2 separate regions of the Mus musculus genome follow, and region 1 is linked to region 2. A link is a contact called in public promoter capture Hi-C data. All regions are on one chromosome and are shown on one strand. The core of a region is the stretch at or near the end of the contact, and the rest is flanking DNA. Distances in the headings are between cores, read along the strand shown. Region 1 holds the start of Arid1b (AT rich interactive domain 1B (SWI-like)). Region 2 overlaps Tiam2 (T cell lymphoma invasion and metastasis 2).

Region 1 (3,728 bases), core at 848-3,347, 1.5 Mb after region 2:
CTCTTCTCTCCATTTAGTCATTACTACAGCCCACTCAATATCTAGAATTTTCTGTTTAGCCATGTAAAATATTTACACTTGGCCTAGCACACAACCAAGGCAATTGACATAAGCTAAAATAGTTTTTTCAAGCGGCTAAAGAATGATTTTGGAAAAGTACAGTGCACCGGAATCTAGCATATTCCTTCAGCCTGACCTCTGGGAAGCTTTGGTTTCAAATGCGTTCTCTCACACAAATCAGTCCACTCTAGCATAACTGAGCTGTTGCTTAGGTAAAGAAGTCTGGATACCAGAGGCAGTCAGAGATTAGTTACTCCATGATAATAATGTGTAAAACATTATTCTGCTAAAACAATAGGCACCTTTTAAAAACTGGGCAAGTACTGCATATTTCTGCTTTGGGATTAGACTGTTTGCATTATTATTGATTTTATGTTTATTAAATACATCTATTTGGTTTTGTTTCCCATTACTTAGAAGTGAACTCATATCAAGAGGGTTAATTGCACACATTAACCTCTGAAATATGATGAAAGTCGTCCTTAGATTTATGAAGACCCAAGATAAACCTTAGCCGGCACTGGTTTTGCACCAATGGTTAAACGTCCCCTGAATGCTGTGTGGAGCTAACACTACACACTCGAGGACACCCAAACGCATTATAAGAAAAATACTCCATGGGGAACGCTAGGAGTTTTCATACCTACTTCCGGTGCCTTTAAAAAGAGTTATATAAACACCACCTTAGATCGGAGTGGTGAATCATAAGCAATTATTGAGTGCCTGCTGTGTACACGGCACAGCAGTCTTTGCTGCTTAACCTTCACTTAAGTCTTTCATAATTTCTCAGTTGGATGAAGTTGTGGGAATTAAGCCGATGGCCTGAAATTCAGGCGCAGAGGCCAAGGTTGTGAAAAATTACATAACTCCTGAGAGAGACCGAGTGCTTTTGCCCGGCCTGCCTGAGTGTTTCTCTTCTCCACCGGCTCCTCGCCACCTCTGAGGCCCAACAGACAACTTTGCTTCCCAGCCCCTTCTCCCTCTTTTGTCTGCTCTTCAGACTCGTTTTCCACCTTCGTACCGCTCCCTTTAGACGTGAAAACAAACACAGGGCCGCGCGCGGGTTGGCAGGGAGACCGGAGGCACGAGGGGACCGAGCAGCTTCGGGCCCCGAGCGCCGGCAGCCGGTTCCCCCCCCCCTCCCCTCGCTCCCCCGGGCCGGGCCCTCCGCGCCAGGCCGGGCGAGACCAGCCGGGTGAGCGGGGCGAGCTGGCGGGCGAACGTGCGCTCAGCGGCGGCGCCCGGGGCCGAGTCCAGTCCGCGTTTTGCGAGTGCGCAGCAGCCCTCGGAGAGAAGCGGATAATAGTTGCTCCGGCTCGCTCGGCTCCCTCACGCCGCGCTGGGCCCGATTAGGCTCAGGCAAGTCGTGCATTTCCCCCCCCCCCCCATATCCGGGTTAGAGAGGGGGGAAAAAGAGAGAGAGAGAGAGCGAGCGAGAGTGAGGGAGGGAGAGAGAAAAGTTTCATTGCAAGCGGAACTAAAAAACTTTCCGCCCGTTCAGGCCGTAGCGGGCGCGAGCCCCCGAGCGCAAAGGCGCGCCCCCGGCGGGCGGCCCGGGGCTGCGGGGGGTGGGGTGGGGAGGGCACCGCGCTTCCCCGCGGGCCGCGTGGATGCGCGCAGGAGGGGCGGCCGGCTGCGAGTGGGGACATTGTCTCCCCCCACCCCGCCCGGCCGCGCCACGCCGCGGCGATCATGGCCGCGCGGGCAGCAGCGGCGGCGCGGGCGCGGGCGGGCAGCGGCGAGCGGCGGGCGCCCTCGGGGCCGCGGCCGGCGCCCGGGGCCCGGGACCTGGAGACGGGCGCGCGCGGCGCGGTGGCGGCTCCGGGCCCCATCCTGGGGGGCGGCGACGGCGGCCTGAATAATGTGCACCACCACCCCCTGCACCCCCGTCACGACCTGAACATGGCCCATAGCGCGAGCGCCGCGGCGGCCGCCAGCTCCAACAGCGCGCAGAGCGGCCGCTCCGAGGCGGCTCTCAAGGAGGGTGGAAGCGCCGCCGCGCTGTCCTCCTCCGCCGCCGTCGCGGCCTCTTCCTCCTCGGCGGGCCCCGGCTCGACCATGGAGACCGGGCTGCTCCCCAACCACAAACTGAAAGCCGTTGGCGAGGCCCCCGCTGCACCGCCCCATCAGCAGCACCACCACCACCATGCCCACCACCACCACCACCACCATGCCCACCACCTCCACCACCTCCACCACCACCACGCACTACAGCAGCAGCTAAACCAGTTCCAGCAGCCGCAGCCGCCGCAGCCACAGCAGCAGCAGCCGCCGCCACCGCCGCAGCAGCAGCATCCCACTGCCAACAACAGCCTGGGCGGTGCGGGCGGCGGCGCGCCTCAGCCCGGCCCGGACATGGAGCAGCCGCAACATGGAGGCGCCAAGGACAGTGTCGCGGGCAATCAGGCTGACCCGCAGGGCCAGCCTCTGCTGAGCAAACCGGGCGACGAGGACGACGCGCCGCCCAAGATGGGGGAGCCGGCGGGCAGCCGCTATGAGCACCCGGGCCTGGGCGCGCAGCAGCAGCCCGCGCCGGTCGCCGTGCCCGGGGGCGGCGGCGGCCCAGCGGCCGTCTCGGAGTTTAATAATTACTATGGCAGCGCTGCCCCTGCTAGCGGCGGCCCCGGCGGCCGCGCTGGGCCTTGCTTTGATCAACATGGCGGACAACAAAGCCCCGGGATGGGGATGATGCACTCCGCCTCTGCCGCCGCCGGGGCCCCCAGCAGCATGGACCCCCTGCAGAACTCCCACGAAGGGTACCCCAACAGCCAGTACAACCATTATCCGGGCTACAGCCGGCCCGGCGCGGGCGGCGGCGGCGGCGGCGGCGGAGGAGGAGGAGGCAGCGGAGGAGGTGGAGGAGGAGGAGGAGCAGGAGGAGCAGGAGGAGCAGCGGCAGCGGCAGCAGGAGCCGGAGCTGTGGCGGCGGCGGCCGCGGCGGCGGCGGCAGCAGCAGCAGCAGCAGGAGGAGGCGGTGGCGGCGGCTATGGGAGCTCGTCCTCGGGGTACGGGGTGCTGAGCTCCCCGCGGCAGCAGGGCGGCGGCATGATGATGGGCCCCGGGGGCGGCGGGGCCGCGAGCCTCAGCAAGGCGGCCGCCGGCGCGGCGGCGGCGGCGGGGGGCTTCCAGCGCTTCGCCGGCCAGAACCAGCACCCGTCGGGGGCTACACCGACCCTCAACCAGCTGCTCACCTCACCCAGCCCCATGATGAGGAGCTACGGCGGTAGCTACCCCGACTACAGCAGCTCCAGCGCGCCGCCGCCGCCGTCGCAGCCCCAGTCCCAGGCGGCGGCGGGGGCGGCGGCGGGTGGCCAGCAGGCGGCCGCGGGCATGGGCTTGGGCAAGGACCTAGGCGCCCAGTACGCCGCTGCCAGCCCGGCCTGGGCGGCCGCGCAACAAAGGAGTCACCCGGCGATGAGCCCCGGCACCCCCGGACCGACCATGGGCAGATCCCAGGTAACCCCCGCGCCCGGCCGGGCCTGCTTCCGCCCGGGCCTCGCGCCGCGAGCCCGACTTTCTTTCTTCGCCGGGTACTTTTCCCGGCGGTTGGCGGGGGTGGCGGGGGCGCGGCGCCGCCGGGCCGGGGCCGGAGCTGGCGGGGCTGGGGAGCCGGGGTGTCCCGCGCCCTTGCTGCGCGCTGCGCTCCCGTGCCAGGCCCGGGACGGGAC
Region 2 (3,762 bases), core at 673-3,172:
TATCTGAATGATCTCATTTTTATAGTAGTTGAATTTTTAATTTTTTTCTAAATAGAATCATTTCCTGTTATTTTACAAAAGAAAAAAATGATTCGAGGCAAAAAAGGCTCCACAAGATGTTTGATTTGCAAACGGATGTCTGATCTGTGGGTCTGACTCACTCTCCCCTCACAGGGCCTTGGATGCAGCTAGAAAGGCATCCCCGCGTGACCTGTGGAAACCGACAGAGGAAGCTGTCTTGGATAGATGAGGCCAGGGACGTGAACACAGAACTGTGACTACAGAGAAATAAAGTCTAACATTGGTTCAGGGGGGTGGGGACTTTGCAGGAACTGAGGGCCAGTGTGGGGATGGGGGTGGTGGGGAGCCTGAGACAGGTCACACAGGTGGATGTGGGAAGAAAGAGATAGGGCCTCTCTTCGCCCAGAGGTATGGGAAACACTAGGTAGTAACCTTTCTGCCAAAGAGAGGAAGTCATGGAATAGCAGTTACAAGCAGAGAACAGACCTGGCCCTGGGTTTTGCAGTCTTGGTATAGTATGCCAAGCAATTGGTTCCTGCCACCTGCAGGGCCCATGTCCAGAACAGCAAGGCAAAGGCCTTGAACACTGATCCTCCTGGCCTCTCCTCTTCTTTCCTCCAGCTTGCAGCCAGAACCCAAAGTTTCTGGCTTCTTGGTCTCTGGGCCATGTCCTCAAACAAATGTCTCTCTTAAGGAAGGTGATACACACACACACACACACACACACACACACACACACACACACAGAGAGAGAGAGAGAGAGAGAGAGAGAGAGAGAGAGAGAGAGAGAGAGAGAGAGAGAGAAGGGGGGTTAGGAGAGGCAGGCTGTGGAGTTAAAACCCTGGCATAGCAAGCACCTAAGTGACCATAACTAACTTCTCCCTGACTCAGTTCCTATCCGTGAAGATCACATACTATAGGTGACTTGGAGGAGGAAAATGAGGGGAAAAATGTGTATGAATAACCCACTAAGTATAGGCGCTGTACAGGCTAGGGCTCAGTGAAACCTACTGCCCAGCAAACTGTCATTTTCTTTTATAATCTGTGTGTGTTGCACATACGTGAAAGTGAGTGCACACATGTGTAAATGACATGAATGCAAAGTCAGAGGACAACCTTGAGTGTCAGTTCTCAGCCAACATCTTATTTGATACATAGTGTCTTGGTTGTTTGGGGATTCTGTTGTTGTTTGTTTTTCAGGGGAACTGTGTTGTTGTTGTTTTGGGGTTTTGTTTGCTTGTTTGCTTTTTCCTGGTGCATACCCCTTCTTAGCTGCCTCATGAGCTTCCAGGAATTCTGCTTCCTGTCTTGCCATACCAGCCCTGGGTTCCAGACACACAGTACTGCATCTGGCTTTACAGAAATACTGGGGATTTGAACTCAGGTCCTCGGGCTCCCACTGAAAGTGCTTTTCCAGTGGGCAGAGTCATCTCTAGAGTCTAAAGTCTCAACTTCTTTTATCTTCAAAATTACGAAAGGATATATATATATATATATATATTTTTTTTTGGTTGCCTCAAAGGACGAGCCAAAGCCATCCAATTTCATCAGAAATTTTCCGTGAAGCTCCTCCTCTGGCCACACCGAATGGTGACTAGGACATGACAACCCACAGCATCTCAAACAGGAGAGGCTGGGAGCCATGGGCGAAACATGGAAGAGGAATGGGGAGGAGGGCTGGGCAGGAGTGCTGCAGCTGCAACGGGTATCAGAACAGGGCAAAGTAAAATTGACCCAGAGTGGGGGAGGACACATGCAGCCTCCGTAGGAAAAGCAGCCCAGGGCAACTTGGGGACACATTCTGAGAAGGAAGAGGAAGCAGATACGGTGTAGGGAGAGGGAGGATGGATGCCTCCACATGGCTTCCCACCCCTTAGCCCCAGGCAGGCACCCTGCTCCTGGAACAGGAACAGCCCAGAAGCTCCTGGTAACAGGAGAGGTGCCAAGGCTGCTTGGGTCCTTGTTGCCTGCCTTCTGCTTGGTTTCCTTATTTAACAGCAGTCTGGTCAGGATTCAGGAATAAAGAAGAGAAGATCCCTCTGCCAAGGACCTTTCAAGGAGTAAGCAGTCTTTCAGTACAGCCAAACACCTCTTTTCCCATAAAACACTATGTCTGAATGTTCCTCCTACAGAGGCTGCAGTGGATGGCCAGTCTATCAGTGTCTCCTGGCTTGGTACTGGGTTTCTTTACCGGATTTGTTCATGAGGAACGAGATAGCTGCTTGGTGCCAAACACAACACCCATGTATACAAGAGACTTCCATAATCCTACTCTAGAACAACTAATTAAAAGAGGACCATTCAAGAGGGAGAGGTGTCACCAAATTGTGTCCTGTGGGTCAAATCCAGTCTGCTGGCTATTATTATCAATAAAGTTTTATTGGAATTCAGCCAAGCATATTCACCTCTGCTCTGTGTTGCTTAAACTGGAACTCTAACACTCAATAAGAGCTATTTATTAACTAGCATCCCTGGCAACACAGGTCCCTTTCTCTCACTAACAAATCCTGTCCTCCTTTGGACAGTAGGTGTCTTCCACCACAGGTAGCTGCCGTGACTTGCATTGCATTTCCATACTGTAATTTATTTGACTGTTAATTTCATAGCTTACCATCTCTTTTTGTCTCGTTACGGCCAGAACTCTGGTTGGGTGGCAGGGGAGGGGGCAGGCCATTTTGATGTACTCTATTTGTTGTTTGCTCTCTTTATTAAAGACAAGAATGTCATTCTCTTGAGTTGTTTCTTCTTTCTCTATTTAGGCAGGGTCTCATGTAGCCCATATGACCTTGAACCTCTGATTCACCTGCCACCCCTTCTGGAGTGCTTGGATAACAGGTGTGGGCCCAGCATTCCTGTTTATGGGATATTGGGGATAGAACCCAGGGCTTTCTCCATGCTGCATAATACAGTCTACCAACAGAGTTCCATTTTCAGGCTTGCCCATTGTTTCACTGTTACTACTGTAAGACAAATGGTTTGACAGATATCACTGGTCATCTCAGCCCCATTCTGCTGAGGCATCGCCATGTTGCCTGTAGGCTCGCTAGTCAGGGGCCTCACAAAATGTAATTTAGACCTCTGACCCTGCTGTTCGGGGGAAGTCTGGAGGTGGTCCTCACTCCGATGCTTATCAGCCTTTCTGGGGCAGTCTCCTGTCAGCTGGGGGCACCAGATCTACTGTGTCAGTCATGTTGGTAATATTAGCTCTTTCTGTAAGTTAGAGACATGAGTGATGAAGCACAGAGCGAGTTGAGGGAAAGTCCTTTGTACTTTTTAATCATCTTTTCCCCTGAAGGCAAACTTTTCTGACTTAACTAATTTGCTAGAAGTGACAGATGACACTGTGGTTGCCCTGAGCTTGCTCGGGAACACAGCCTCCTCATAGCTTCTAGACAGTGAACAGAGGATTTTTTTTTTTTTCTTTAAAAGAGAACATGGAGCATACTAACCATACCCTGCCTGCATACCTTGCCCGAGCTGGGGCATCCTTAAGGTTAATCATCACCAACAGGTCAGAAATGCTAGTATTCTAAAAGTAGAAGCCTCATCAACCCGATTCTTCTGCCTGAGAGATTGGAGCATTGAGAAGCCTTGTGGTCCTTATGCAGACTTGATTCGGATTTAGGTCGGTGGCCTAATATAAAACTACTAAGTGTGGGAGAGAGAAGAGGGGAGGAGCCAGCAGCCAGAGGTGTGTAAGTGAACACACATTTGTACTATTGCCATCAGAGTTTTGGGGGG

What was found. Promoter capture Hi-C pulls out the DNA fragments that hold promoters and counts their contacts.
Region 1: a contact with region 2 is called in a promoter capture Hi-C map of hippocampal neurons, with 5 times the contacts expected there. The contact joins the promoter of Arid1b here to the enhancer-like site in region 2. A contact is called at or near these places in 3 of 39 promoter capture datasets (embryonic stem cells, hippocampal neurons and liver) and 4 of 115 datasets of contacts at active chromatin or transcription factors (astrocytes, embryonic forebrain and embryonic stem cells).

The regions. Positions count from the first base shown.
Region 1 is chr17:4,992,977-4,996,704 of GRCm38.p6, forward strand. It overlaps Arid1b (AT rich interactive domain 1B (SWI-like)), which reads left to right and starts at 2,098. Exons shown (of 20, transcript NM_001085355.1): 1 at 2,098-3,516. The coding sequence starts at 2,119.
Region 2 is chr17:3,493,804-3,497,565 of GRCm38.p6, forward strand. All of the region lies in intron 15 of Tiam2 (T cell lymphoma invasion and metastasis 2), which reads left to right. Among named protein-coding and RNA genes, the nearest start is that of Cldn20, 37 kb to the right of the region's middle. Within about 2 kb of position 1,923, at least 20 of the 459 cell types and tissues checked have an H3K27ac peak or open chromatin away from gene starts, as enhancers often do. A contact at or near this core is called in hippocampal neurons and liver, where this site is marked.